Regions from separate parts of the Columba livia genome. Here region 1 is linked to region 2. The links are chromatin contacts, called in public Hi-C maps. All regions are on one chromosome and are shown on one strand. Each heading gives the region's core, a stretch centred on a gene start, on an enhancer-like site or on the middle of the called end of the contact. The rest is flanking DNA. Distances are from core to core; before and after follow the strand shown. Region 1 holds the start of TBX4 (T-box transcription factor 4). Region 2 overlaps BCAS3 (BCAS3 microtubule associated cell migration factor).

Evidence for each region. Hi-C and Micro-C count contacts between places; a contact is called where the count stands out from the background.
Region 1: a Hi-C map of crop shows a contact between it and region 2, with 4 times the contacts expected there. The contact joins the promoter of TBX4 here to the enhancer-like site in region 2. A contact is called at or near these places in 2 of 2 Hi-C or Micro-C datasets (crop and liver).

Annotation. Positions count from the first base shown.
Region 1 is chr20:2,360,415-2,366,054 of bColLiv1.pat.W.v2, forward strand. It overlaps TBX4 (T-box transcription factor 4), which reads left to right and starts at 3,933. Exons shown (of 11, transcript XM_005511931.3): 1 at 3,933-4,220. TBX2 (T-box transcription factor 2) reads left to right here. Exons shown (of 7, transcript XM_065036763.1): 7 at 1-734.
Region 2 is chr20:2,061,398-2,067,406 of bColLiv1.pat.W.v2, forward strand. BCAS3 (BCAS3 microtubule associated cell migration factor) reads left to right here. Exons shown (of 26, transcript XM_065036752.1): 6 at 5,566-5,647. Among named protein-coding and RNA genes, the nearest start is that of BCAS3, 10 kb to the left of the region's middle. Within about 2 kb of position 3,099, at least 1 of the 3 cell types and tissues checked has an H3K27ac peak away from gene starts, as active enhancers do.

The DNA of each region.
Region 1 (5,640 bases), core at 2,683-5,182, 300 kb after region 2:
AAAAATGATTAAAAGAAATAAGAAAGGAAACACAGCAAATAAATCGCCTCGGCAGCCGCCGCCGCGCAGAGCTGGTACGGCGGGGGGAGCCCTGCGGGTACCCGGGCAGATATTTATGAAATAAATGGTAATTTGTGTAAATAAGCTATAAGGATCCCAGAATATGCAAATTGGTATTAATTTATTCAGAGTTGTACATTGGTGTGTACATAATATTTAGAGTTTAACTCATCGCATTTAAGTTTTGTTTTTATTTTTTTTTTTCATTTTACATGAGCATATATATTGTAAATGAAAACTATTTAGCTCTTTGTGATTGAAGGAGATATCGGTTTCTTTAACTGTGTTTTAAAATATTGTTCATCCCGCCTGTTCTCTAGGACAATCATGTACCACCACTAAAACAAATTTTTGGAGTAATTGAAACTAAGATTTCAATTCTCTAATGGACTTTTGCAAGAAAAAAAAAAACAACAAACATGAATCCAAAACATAACTAAAATATCGCTACAGTGCGGGGTATAGAGAATGCAGGAATAAACCTCAGGTTTTTATTTTTCACTCCAGAACATTAAAAAAAAGAAGTATAATAAATTTAAATATCACAGGACTGTGCTCTATATTTGTTTTAAAATAAAAAGATACATGATTTGCAACGTGCTGGTTACTCGGATATCTGTCTGTCCAGTTTTGATGAATTCTCACATCTTTCAATAAAAAAACTACTCGGAGAAGTCCTGCCGGCTCCCGCTTGTTTCATTCCCGCCGCCTTCCCGGAGCCGATCGCCCCGTCGGGGCCGCCGCTCCTCCGCAGGTGCGCAGCGTTGCGCGGCCGGCCCGGCCCACGCCGGAGCTCGTTTTCCGCAGCGGCGGTAGGGGCCGCGCATCCTCGGCGGCTTCCCCGGCCATAGCGCGGGCTACCGGGCACCGCGTTTGATGGGGAAAGATGAAAATCCCCCGAGGTGCGCGGCCGCCCTCCCCGGCGCAGCGCTCTGCGGGGGCTTCGGGGACGGGGAACATCCAGCGGCTCAGCCCGGTGCGGGATTTCTGCGCTCAAGGCCTTTGCCCGCCCCACAAGCCGTCCCGCAGCAGGGGGGCCCGGCAGGTGGGCAAGGTGGAGGGCAGAGGAGTTAGCGGGTGCGCAAGGGGATGTTCCGGGTGCATCGGGGGAGGATGCGGCGCCGGGACCCCCGCGCGGATGCGGATCTACCCGCATCGTCCTCGGAGTGCAGCGGAACTGCCCGGGGGTGCGCGCCGGTGCCGCCCCGGGAGGGCATGGCCCGGGCATGCCGGGACCGTCCCGCCGTGCTGCGGGGATGCTCACCGGGACCGGCGAGAACGGGAAACGCTCAGGTACACCGGTACCGGCGGGGATCGGGGTGCTCTAGTCACGTCGGCACCGGCGGGGAAGGGATGACCCGGGCACAGCGGTACCGTCGGGGATGGGGCTGCCCCGGGGCGGGCGCTGTGGGTCCCCACATCTGCCCCCACGTTCGGAGCCGCTCGGGGCGTTGCAGGGCGCGGTCGAGGAGGACGCAAACAGCCCTTTTCCTCACCAATTACCCTTCTCCCGTTCCGGGGAAGATTTATGAACGCAATCGCGGGTGGGGGCGGGGGCGCGTCCCCGCGGGCGCGGAGGCGCAGCGCCGGGCGCAGGGCGCCCTCTGCTGGAACCGCCGTGCACCTGCCGCCGCTCGGCCCCGACGGGGAGGGTCGTGGGCGGCCGCGGCTCCTCCCCGGGCTCCCCCGGACCCCCACCTCAGCACTCCGGAGGTGGCTGCAGGCAGGGAACGGGCTGTGGAACCCCCCACCCCATCGTGGTAGCATCTGAGGGGAGATGCTAGGGCTGTGCTCCCCGATGACTGGAGCGGAGCTACTGTGGCTCCCCCAGAGGAGCAGAGCCTTTTCTGTCAGTGCAGGGGGGAACTGTCAGGCTGGGAACTGCTTAAACAGAAGGAGGGAAGTGTAGTTACTATAATTAAGCTTGTAGGATCATTTCTGAATAAACATCACTCAGATGAGTAACAATTTAACAGGCTCTACTTTTAGCAAGGGGGCACAGCATGTGCCAGTGTGAGGGCTCACCAGCCCTTGCCACCACCCTCCTGGCCATGCTGGGTTTAGACTAAGCTGGCTAGAGCAAGCACAGCAGGGAGATGGTGCCTGTGCTGCTGAACAGAGCCAGCGCTGGCAGAGCCTCATGCCAGGTTCCTGCTGTCCTGGCACACTGCAGACAGCCACGCTGTCCAGCCTGGTCCAAGGGACAATGAAGGTTTAAACGTTGCTTCCTCCTCAAGGGCCAAACACTGGGGCCGGCAGGGCGTCCCAACCTGCCTATTGAGCACAAAGCTTCTCTTCACTAGAGATGGGAAAGTGCTCCCTGCAGAGTGTGGGTTCACGATGGTGACCTCGAGGGATGGTTCTGGAAGGCAGGGAGCAGGGCCTGGCTCCCCCCAGGCATGGGGCGTGGGCAGCAGGGCGTTTCGGCAGGAGCTGAGCTGCTCCAGGCCTGCTGTGGCCAAACCCAGGCTCTGAGAAACCCTATTCAAACAGTGTGACAAGCAGCTACTGATTAGTCATGCACTGCGCTGGGATTATTTTCCTCGGCTATGAAAAGGCACTGGGAGGCCCTGCGAGGGCACACCCAGCACAGCACCCCAAATGGCTCTGCTGCTTTGCACCCTGAAATGCACCCGACAAAACCTGGCATGGCCATGCCGTGTGCTGTGGTCACTGTCAAGTCCCCAGAATGAAGTGCTGGGTGCTCCGGTGATCCCTGTCTGGCAGAAGGTGTTGGTGTTTAACCAGCAGGTAAGAGAGGTGCTGCCTCCACCAATGTGGTGAGATCACCAAATAATGAGGATTTCACTAGTGTTAGTGGCAGCTTTTGAGTTTCTTTGGCTAAATGCACAAGGTGCTTGGCTAGACACTAAAAATAGCATTCCTACCCTAAGGGTTTCGTGGCCCCCGTGGACAAACCCCAGCTAACTTAGCCACCAAGCCACTGTGCAGCACAATAGCGCTGCTGGAACAGCTCCACGGGCGGGTGTTTGTAAACAGGAACACCGGCCAGCGCATCTCACAGGCCCGTGCAGGGGAACGCTGCCGCTGCTCTCATCCCTGCACAGGACCAGCTGTGGTTTCTCAGGCCAAGCCGGGCCCTCACCAGGGCTACAGTGCTGTGCTGCTGGCGCTGTGCCTGTGCGTATCCTTGAGCATGTCACGTCAGGTCACTGTTGCGCGGCAGGTGACAGCGAGGTGGTGACACCTTGTTGGGTGTGCTCAGGCCCTGATTGCTGGTCAGAGTGGGAAAATATGGCTTTTTGTCTCTGTGGTGTGGGGTTTACAGGAACCAACCACTGCACACCTCAGGGGAAAGGCAGGGAGGGTGGCAATGCTATGAAGCAAGGCACGCTGTGATGCGAGGCTCCTGCCCTGTGCCAGGAGCTCCCTCAGATGTGGGGGGCTCCCAGGGCCCATCAGTGCCACAGGCAGGTTCAGATTCCCCATTGGAACATTTCAACGAACATTTGAGCCCCTCTGCCAGCCCCGACTTTGTGAACACGGGGTGCAGCCGTCGGGGAAGGGAAGCCCCGGCCCGGCGGCAGCGGGGCGAGCAGCTCTTTGTGCCGGGCTGGCGCCTGCCTGCCGCCGCGCTGCCTCCCCGGCCGGGACAAAGCGGAGCGGGCCGAGCCCCCGGCTGCGGCTCCCAATTAGGGACCCGCCGGCGCTGCCCCCCGCGGCGCGCAGGGGCGGGGAGGAGGGAGGCGAGCGCGGTCACGGCCTTGGAGCCCCAATTACCCGCGGGGCCGCCGCTCTGTCTGCCGCCCCCGATCGCGGATCAATAGACAAAGGGCAGCACCGGGAACCTCTGCGGAGCGCTGCCTCCCCCCGGCCGGGTATCTCTTAGCGCTGCGCACCCGCGGGCCCGGCCGCGTAGGACACCTGCGTACCCCGCCGCACCTGTGCGCTCGGGGCGGGATGCGCAGCCGGGGTAGCGGCTCCGCACCTGCGGCCGGACGTGATTTATGGGGCTGCTCGGTGTGCGTTCTTATTTTGTGCTGCTGCCGCTAGTTCGAGCAAGGTCGGTAGGTCGCTGGGGGGGCTGCTGTGGTCTCCTCTTCCATCCTGCCCCGCCGGGGATAGGGTCCTGAACCCCAATGAGGCGTCCTCGGAGCCCCGGTGTGGAGGACAGCTTGTCTCTTCAGCAGCGTGCTCGGGTGAGCCCCCCCTGACTGCTCCAGGGCTTTTCCGTCCCGGAATCTCTGTCCGCGTTCTTTCTATGGGCGCTGGCGTCCCAAAGGCCTCTTTGCCTCCCTCAGTCGGTTCTGGCCCGTTAACTCCCCGGGGGCACAGTCCGGGCATGGTCTGGGGCTGCGGGAAGGATGAAGCAGCTGTTTAGGCTGTTCCCAGAGCTGCTTTGATCTGCGCGTGTGTCTGTGGGGGTTACAAATATTATCAGGCAAAAAGTAACTGTTTATTTTGATGCAAAGCTGGTTCTTAGCCGCAGGCACCGTTTGCTCTGAGGCAGGGTGGGAAAGGGGAAAGGGGAGGCTCTCGGTTTATTCCGGTTGTTTATAGTGGCGGGTGATGGCGAGGGAGAACCGGGCCCCGTCGCCCCGCGGCGCCTGCCCGGGCCTTTTCCCAGACCTTCCCCGGAGCCACATCGGGAAGGGAGGAGACGCGGCCGCGCCCCGGTGGGTGTCTGCTCGGGACATCCGACTAGACAGAAGCAGCCGGCGGGGCTTTCAACTGCCCTCTCCGCTGCTCTTCTTTCCAGCTTTGCGCTGGGGTCGCGGGGGGGAAAACAAAACAAACCACAACACCAAAAAGGTGGTTTTTCTTCCTCGGGATGTGCCTTGGGCTCCAAAACGTTCTGCCAGGCCGCCCCGTCCAGGCTGTGCCCGCTGCTGCCCCGAGCTCGGCCGCCAGGTGGCGCAGTCTCGCCGCGGGGGCGGCCAGATGCGGGGAAACGGTGACGGGGCCTCTCGGGGGGTGCCCGGGAGGTGGCGGCCGGTCCGGGGCTCCTCGGGGCATCCCCTAGGGGGTAGCTGTGCAGCAGCCCGTACTGGTGGCACCCCCTGGTCATCCACAGGGTTTGTCTTCTCAACCTCACCGGATGGGGGGTCTGCAGCAGTGGCCCCTCAAGTATCCCCTGTCGTGTCCATCCTCTGGTCCGTCTGTTTCTTGCTGTCACAGCCTGTCCTTGCTGCCTGTGCCACCGTGGTTCCCCTTGCTAAGGGCTGTTGTGTGTGTATACGTTCACTTTTTCTTTACATGTGTTCTGTGTGTGTGCACAAATACGTAGGAGCAGCCGTCCTGCAGATCGATAAGGGCTTTGTGCTATTCCCCAGCTTTGTGGGTTCTGCCAAAAATGTGCATGTGACACCTATAGACCCCCTCAAAAAGCTGCAAGTACTTGCTCTGAGGCATCTAAGCATGAACAAGCAGGCAGAAGTGGTGATGGTGTGTCTTCTGCATGCTGGGGTTTATTTTGCCTGAAGAATTAATGGGTGAAATCATGTGAGAAAGGCTGCTGCTTTCCCTCGTCAAGTTGGCATCACTGTAATTGGTGACATAAGCACAGGTACATCTGTCCTTTGCCTCCCATTGATTTCTGTAAATGGTCCTTGCCTTCAG
Region 2 (6,009 bases), core at 1,849-4,348:
GTATGGCAGTGCGGTGTGTTGGGCCTTGTCCTGGCCACTGGGTGGGAGCAGGTTTGTGTTTAGCACAGGTTGTTTTACTTTCCTCCGTGTGTAACGTGCCCGTGCGCTGTGGCAAGGTGAGAATTCTTTGTCCCTTGTGAGTGAGTTTTTGTGTCTGGCTGACAGAAGGTCTCTGTCGGAGCGATCCGTATCGGTGCCCGTGGGAAACTCCCGCTCGGGTGGGATCTTATGTGTAGAAGGAAAGCAAGAACGGAAGAGTCGTCTCAGTTCTTTGGGATGTGAAGAGATGCCCTGGGTGTCACCTGCTCTGCATTAACTCCTGCCCCACGGCACACTGCACTAAACATGAAATAATTGGATGGAGCTTCCTAATAAACGACAAGTGTGCTCACTGGTATTGTCAGGCAGGTAGTACAAGGGAGTTTATCTGTGTTTCCTAGAGGAAAAGAGGGGTTTTCCTTGGGTTTGTGGCTGTTTCATATTCTTTTTCTTTCCCCTCTTCTCGCATCTGAATAAGCTGCAAGTTGGGCCATGAAGTGCCTGATGTTACTTATTTTTCAACATGTCCTTTGCTATTATATGAACCTTTCTTGTTGATCTTGCAGAGTATTTAGCTGTAATTAAAGCAACATCATTCCAGTTATTGGGGAAAAAAAACGATTTTCGTAGTTTAAAACCTTTCCATCTGACAAAGCAACAACGTGACATTTATGTGTGAACCCACTCAGTAAGGCCATTATCTGCAGCATTGTGCTTTTTTTTTTGGGTTTTTTTTATTCATACGATTGAACCTCAGTTCAGCACTTAATAAAGTAACGTGTTGCAGGCAGCCGGGTTTGCGTCTGAGTGATTATGAAGTGTTTATGACAGGTCCTGAGCTGACACCCTCCGTAATGGTGTTTCGCTGCCTCCCGAACACCTTTGCGGCCGCCTCCAGGAGCGCGTCCCTCTGCACTCTGAGTGCTTGCCCATTAACATCTCCTTGGAGGAACATCTTTGACTACACAAGTGTGACTTGCAAATGGGAGATAGCATTAGTGCTGAGAGGCTGTTTGGACTGCGGGGCGCTGGAGTCACGGCCGGGGTTTGGAAAATCTGTGTCGCCTAAGGAGCGGAAGGTGTCCGTCCAAACGGCTTTGCTTTTGATCTTTGTTTGGAAATGGGGGTGGGAAGGTTAAAAGTGGTCTTAAAATATGGCTCTCTAAGTGGAGAGAAATCTGGGAATATACAAAAGTATGACAAGGAATTCCTATTTGATAATTGTGCAGCATAGCTTTTTATTTGGAATTTGGGTTTTTTTTGTGTTTTATTTGGAATTTGTTTTTTTTTTTTTACCCATTGCTCCCGGTTTCGTGTTTCAAATACAATTGGAACTGATTTCTGCCTAATGTGGTTTCCAAGTATCTGTTGTAGATGTTCCTGTTCAAGGAAATGTATGTTGGCTGGCTTTGTGGCAGATAATTTTTAATCATTGGATGCTGGAAGCTTCAGAAGTAGAAAAATCATCTTAATTTAATGGTTCTTACTACAATTAATAAAGGATGATCAAGCTCGAGCTGAATAAATTAGTAACTACTAAAGAGAACTTTTAATGACAAATGCAGATGTATATTTAGTGAAAAATACTTAAAGGCCGTGGTATAAGGACACTGGCACAGATTGCAGGGAGGTGTCAGCCGTGCGGTGGTGACTGTGCCGTGGGGAATCTGCAATGCACAGGGCTCATTGAACACCGATGGCATCGCACACTGCCAGGCCCTAAATCTCTTTAGATGCTGCTGTCAATAATACTATGGTTTTTTTAAAAGTAGTTAAAACTGCAGTTGTACAGCAGATGGTGTGTGTATGTGAACCTATAGCTGGATGTATATGGTGAGTTCTGTTCCCTCCACTGGCCATCGGAAGCCCCGTCTGCCGGGTTTCCACGTCTCCTTGCTCCCCCGTCGCTCTCTCCCCGTTTGCAGCTGGAAAAGGCGCAGACACGTGGGCCGAGCTGCGGTCCCTGCTCTGCCCAGACCTGCTGCGGGGGCTGCTCTTAAGGCTTGAGTGGCCCCTCAGGAAAATGACCCGACCCAGTAACCCTGGAAAATGGCCGAGGACTTTACAATAAACACTTATGCAAATAACTTTCTGAGGCTTTGGATCTTTTCACTGAAGATGCTGGCAGTGTGCAAAACGTTTCCTGGTTTTGCCCTCATTAAGTGACTGCACAACTGTTGGAAGTTGGTTTTCGTTTGGTTGGTTTTTAATTTGTATCCTACCTTACAGCAGTGGAAAAAAAAGCGTGTGCAACAAAACCAAAAACCGTTCCTAGGCTTTCGTTGTTTTGTAAATTCAGTTAATGTTGTCAGAATTTTACCTGCTAGGTGCAGTTTCATACTGAATTCAGTCACTAGAGGAGATGTCTGTGACGTTCTTTGAGCATCTAAAATCTTTAGAGGAGTATAGAGATTTGTTTTGATGGAAAAGCAGACTGGTTGACTTTCTACACCCAAATGACACTGTGTCCTTTTACTTACACTCCTTTCCTCACTCAGTAGCAAGATGACTGGCAATAACCTTCAACCCCGCGTAGTTGTATCAGTGTTCTATGGTGGTATCTGTCGGTTGCTTTTTGTCATATTATAACATATTATGAGCTATATCATATTTAAAATAAATCAGAATATTTAAAAGACCCACCTGGTTTCTTCCCTGTGCTCTCTGATAGTTTTTTTTAATAAACAAGCAGTTTTGCTTTTGAAGAGTTGCACAGTAGTTTAAGCACTGAGTTTTGAACTTTGTTTCAGTTTGGTGTATGTTTGACTTTTTTTTCTTTTCACCATGTGAAAACCATTTTCTATGGTCGGAAACTATTAGTTATCCCCAGTGTGAACAAAACTTCCTTTGTTCTGTCCTTCTTAATGGCTGCAAACTGGTGTGCTCCAAACAATAAAACTCTGTCATCAAAAATTAACCAGTGCTCCAGATTCCTGGTCTGTCGTGTTTTAAGCAGTAGCTCAAGACGTCTGAGTGGACAAGCGAGTTCTTCCTTGTTCAATCTGTCATTGATGAGAGCGATGAAGACTTGGTCGGGCCGGGTTCTGCGTCGTCTTTGCTCGCAGCTTCCATGTAGGTCTGGGCTTTGTGGTTTGATACCGGGCGCTGGGAAACGCTGAAATGTTCTATCAGACCAGCTTGGAGCCGTCATTTTGGATTCACTCTTCTGCAGAACGAGTACCTGAAGCTGCTTTTATAGCTTAATATTCAATTCTTGAAACCTGTTTGGAAATAGCCTTGGCTTTTGGAATGGGAAAGAAAAACTTTGAAGAGCTTTGAGAGCTGCCGCAGGGACTCGCTACTTGGCTGGATCCAATCCAGCATGGCAGCCGCAGCCGCGTTCCTTCACAGGTGCTTTCTGAAGAATTTAGAGCTCTGTTTTCAGTTGGTGAAGTCTGTTTATGTTTTGTCTATGCTTCTGAGACTGTGCAGCTCAAGGGGCTGGTAATGGGATGCGGAGCCTTTTGCCCGGTCCCTGCCAGCCCCACATCTCACCCGCGATGGAGTCGGGCGCCGTCCAGCGCTGGGGCTGCGCTTCAGCCTTGGTCCTTCTCCCGCTTCGCTTCCTGGTGGAATAAATGTCCCTTTCCCAGGGAAACGTGGCTGTGTCAGGAGTGCAATAGGGCCGGGACTGCCGGGAAGATCAGACTACATGACCTCTCTGCCCTGAACACGGTGCTTTTGGCCAAAACTGATACACGCGCCCTCAGCAATGGTAATAGAGTTTTATATTTTACATAGATAAATGAAGAGCGTTATCATCAACGGCAGTTAATTCAGAATTTTAGAAGACTGCAAGTAACAGAAGCTTCTGGTGACGGTGTTTAAGAAAAGTTAATTATATATCAGGGAAGAACTTCAACTCTCAAGTCCTGATGCATTTTTGAATGCCAGCAAACCAGAGGAATGAGCAAGCTCTGAAATTATTCATGGCATACAACAAACTCCAATGCCCTCTGTTTTCCTACTTCCATGGAACAGTTAAGGACATAGAACTTAAAAATCCCTTAAGAAAACAGTTATTTTATGGAGCTATGATAGGTCGAGTATTGCTGTTTTAATCTCATCCATATTTTCGTGTCATGTCCAGGTTGTGTTTGTAAGATGTTGTTGAAGTAGGTTGGAGTTAGTGCTGATGTGCTGGCGTCGTTCAAAAGCAGGAGGAGGTGACTGAGTTGGGTTGGATTATTCGATGTGAATCACTTCTTCCATACTTTTGTTATACCAGTTCCTTTCCCTCTTGTTTTCATTCAGAGCCATTGCTGTGCTTACACATGTGAAACAGCATTTTCCTGATTTGGGGGAAAAAATCTTTAATTGCCAATAATAACAGTTCGAAAGCCTTATATTTTTCTTCTTCTTGATTTCCTCCTTTCCCTTTTCATAGGGCTGCTGTGTTCCAAAGGAGAGAAAACATGTTGCTGTCTTCATCTTTTTTTTTCATCTTTTTACTCCTCTCTTTAATTTTTCTCGTTTTCTGCCTGGCTGCACTCTGCTTTCCTCTAATTTGCCTTTTCTGGATGCAGTTGGTATCTATATGCTTTTTTTTTTTTCCTCCGCACTGTCTTCCAAACTCATGATCTGTCAAGAACAATCAGCAAACCTTCACTGAGTTGATTTCGGATCATCATTCTCCTGTCCTGTGTAGAATCTGGTGAGCACGCTCCTCAGAGCAGGGGCCTGGTGGCCTATAATAGATGCCCACAATAGTATCACCCTTGCCAGCCTGCCCTTTAACTTTCACCCATAGACTCTCAACTCGCTCCTCATCTGTGCCTGTGTAGTGTGAACGTTATTCTGGGTGTAATATGGAAAAGCGGTGGTCCTCTACATTCTCTGTTTGCTTACTGATAGGCTACTTTTGTAATAAATAGTCTTTTCAAAATAATCTTTTGAAAGACTTGTGCTTCACTGGGGTAGGTTTGATTCTGCCAACATTATCTAATGCATCGCTAATAAATTGAGGCTCAGGGTTAAGATTGGAAGTAAGCAAAGAGTCTCAAGTACTGTACTTATGACTTCTTGGTCAACCAGTAGTAGTTTTTTCCTTCTGCACTTCAGATCCCACATCAGAAAGTTAACACGAACAACTATAAAGTGACATTTCAGAAAAAGGGACTGGGATTTATAGCTCATTGATTCACAAGAACCTTGTTCCAAATTGCGTTCACGTCTGATACCATAACCTGCTTGTTTGGCAAAACTTTATGCCGACATGGTGCCTGTGGGCTTAGTCTCATTGCATCTGTTTTCAGTTGTTGGTTCTTTGGAAATGAGCTTCATAATGCAGATAGTGCAAGTATCTTGTGTATCACACGTTTCTTTGCTGTAATTTGTGTTGTTCAAGACTTCTGTGATATAGAGAAATCTAGAGAATTTGCAGATGGTTGGTTAGAATGGCAAGGTCTTACCGGCTTGTTTTCTTACCTACCTTTTGTACGATGTCTTTCTACCTACTAAATACATATATTTTTATAAGCATGTATATGTTTTACATGGTATGTTCACAATCCGTGTGCTTTGCAGATCAGTGGTGAAGCTCAGGAACTCTTTTCTGTCCGCCATGGTCCAGTTCGAGCTGCACGGATTTTACCAGCTCCACAAATCAGTAAGTATATATATATTATATATTTTATAATTAAGCATATGCTTTTTTCTGATGGTAAAATGCTTTTTTAATCTAGTAAGCTAGACTGCTTATGAACTCCTTCAAGCAGTTACACTCTGTCTCTAAGTTGCATGTATTTAGCATCTGACAATGGTAGTTGTTACATTAGAAAACTCTTCAAATTAGCTCATATTAAATTAAGTCAAACCTTTTAAAAACATGTTTTGGTCTCTTTTTGCATGGTCTGGTTTAAATAAATCTTTGATTAAAAGTACATGAATGTATCATTGACCAGTATCTGGAATCAGAATAAAGTAAAGCTGTAATAAGAGCCTTAGATAACTAACACATGAGCTTTAATG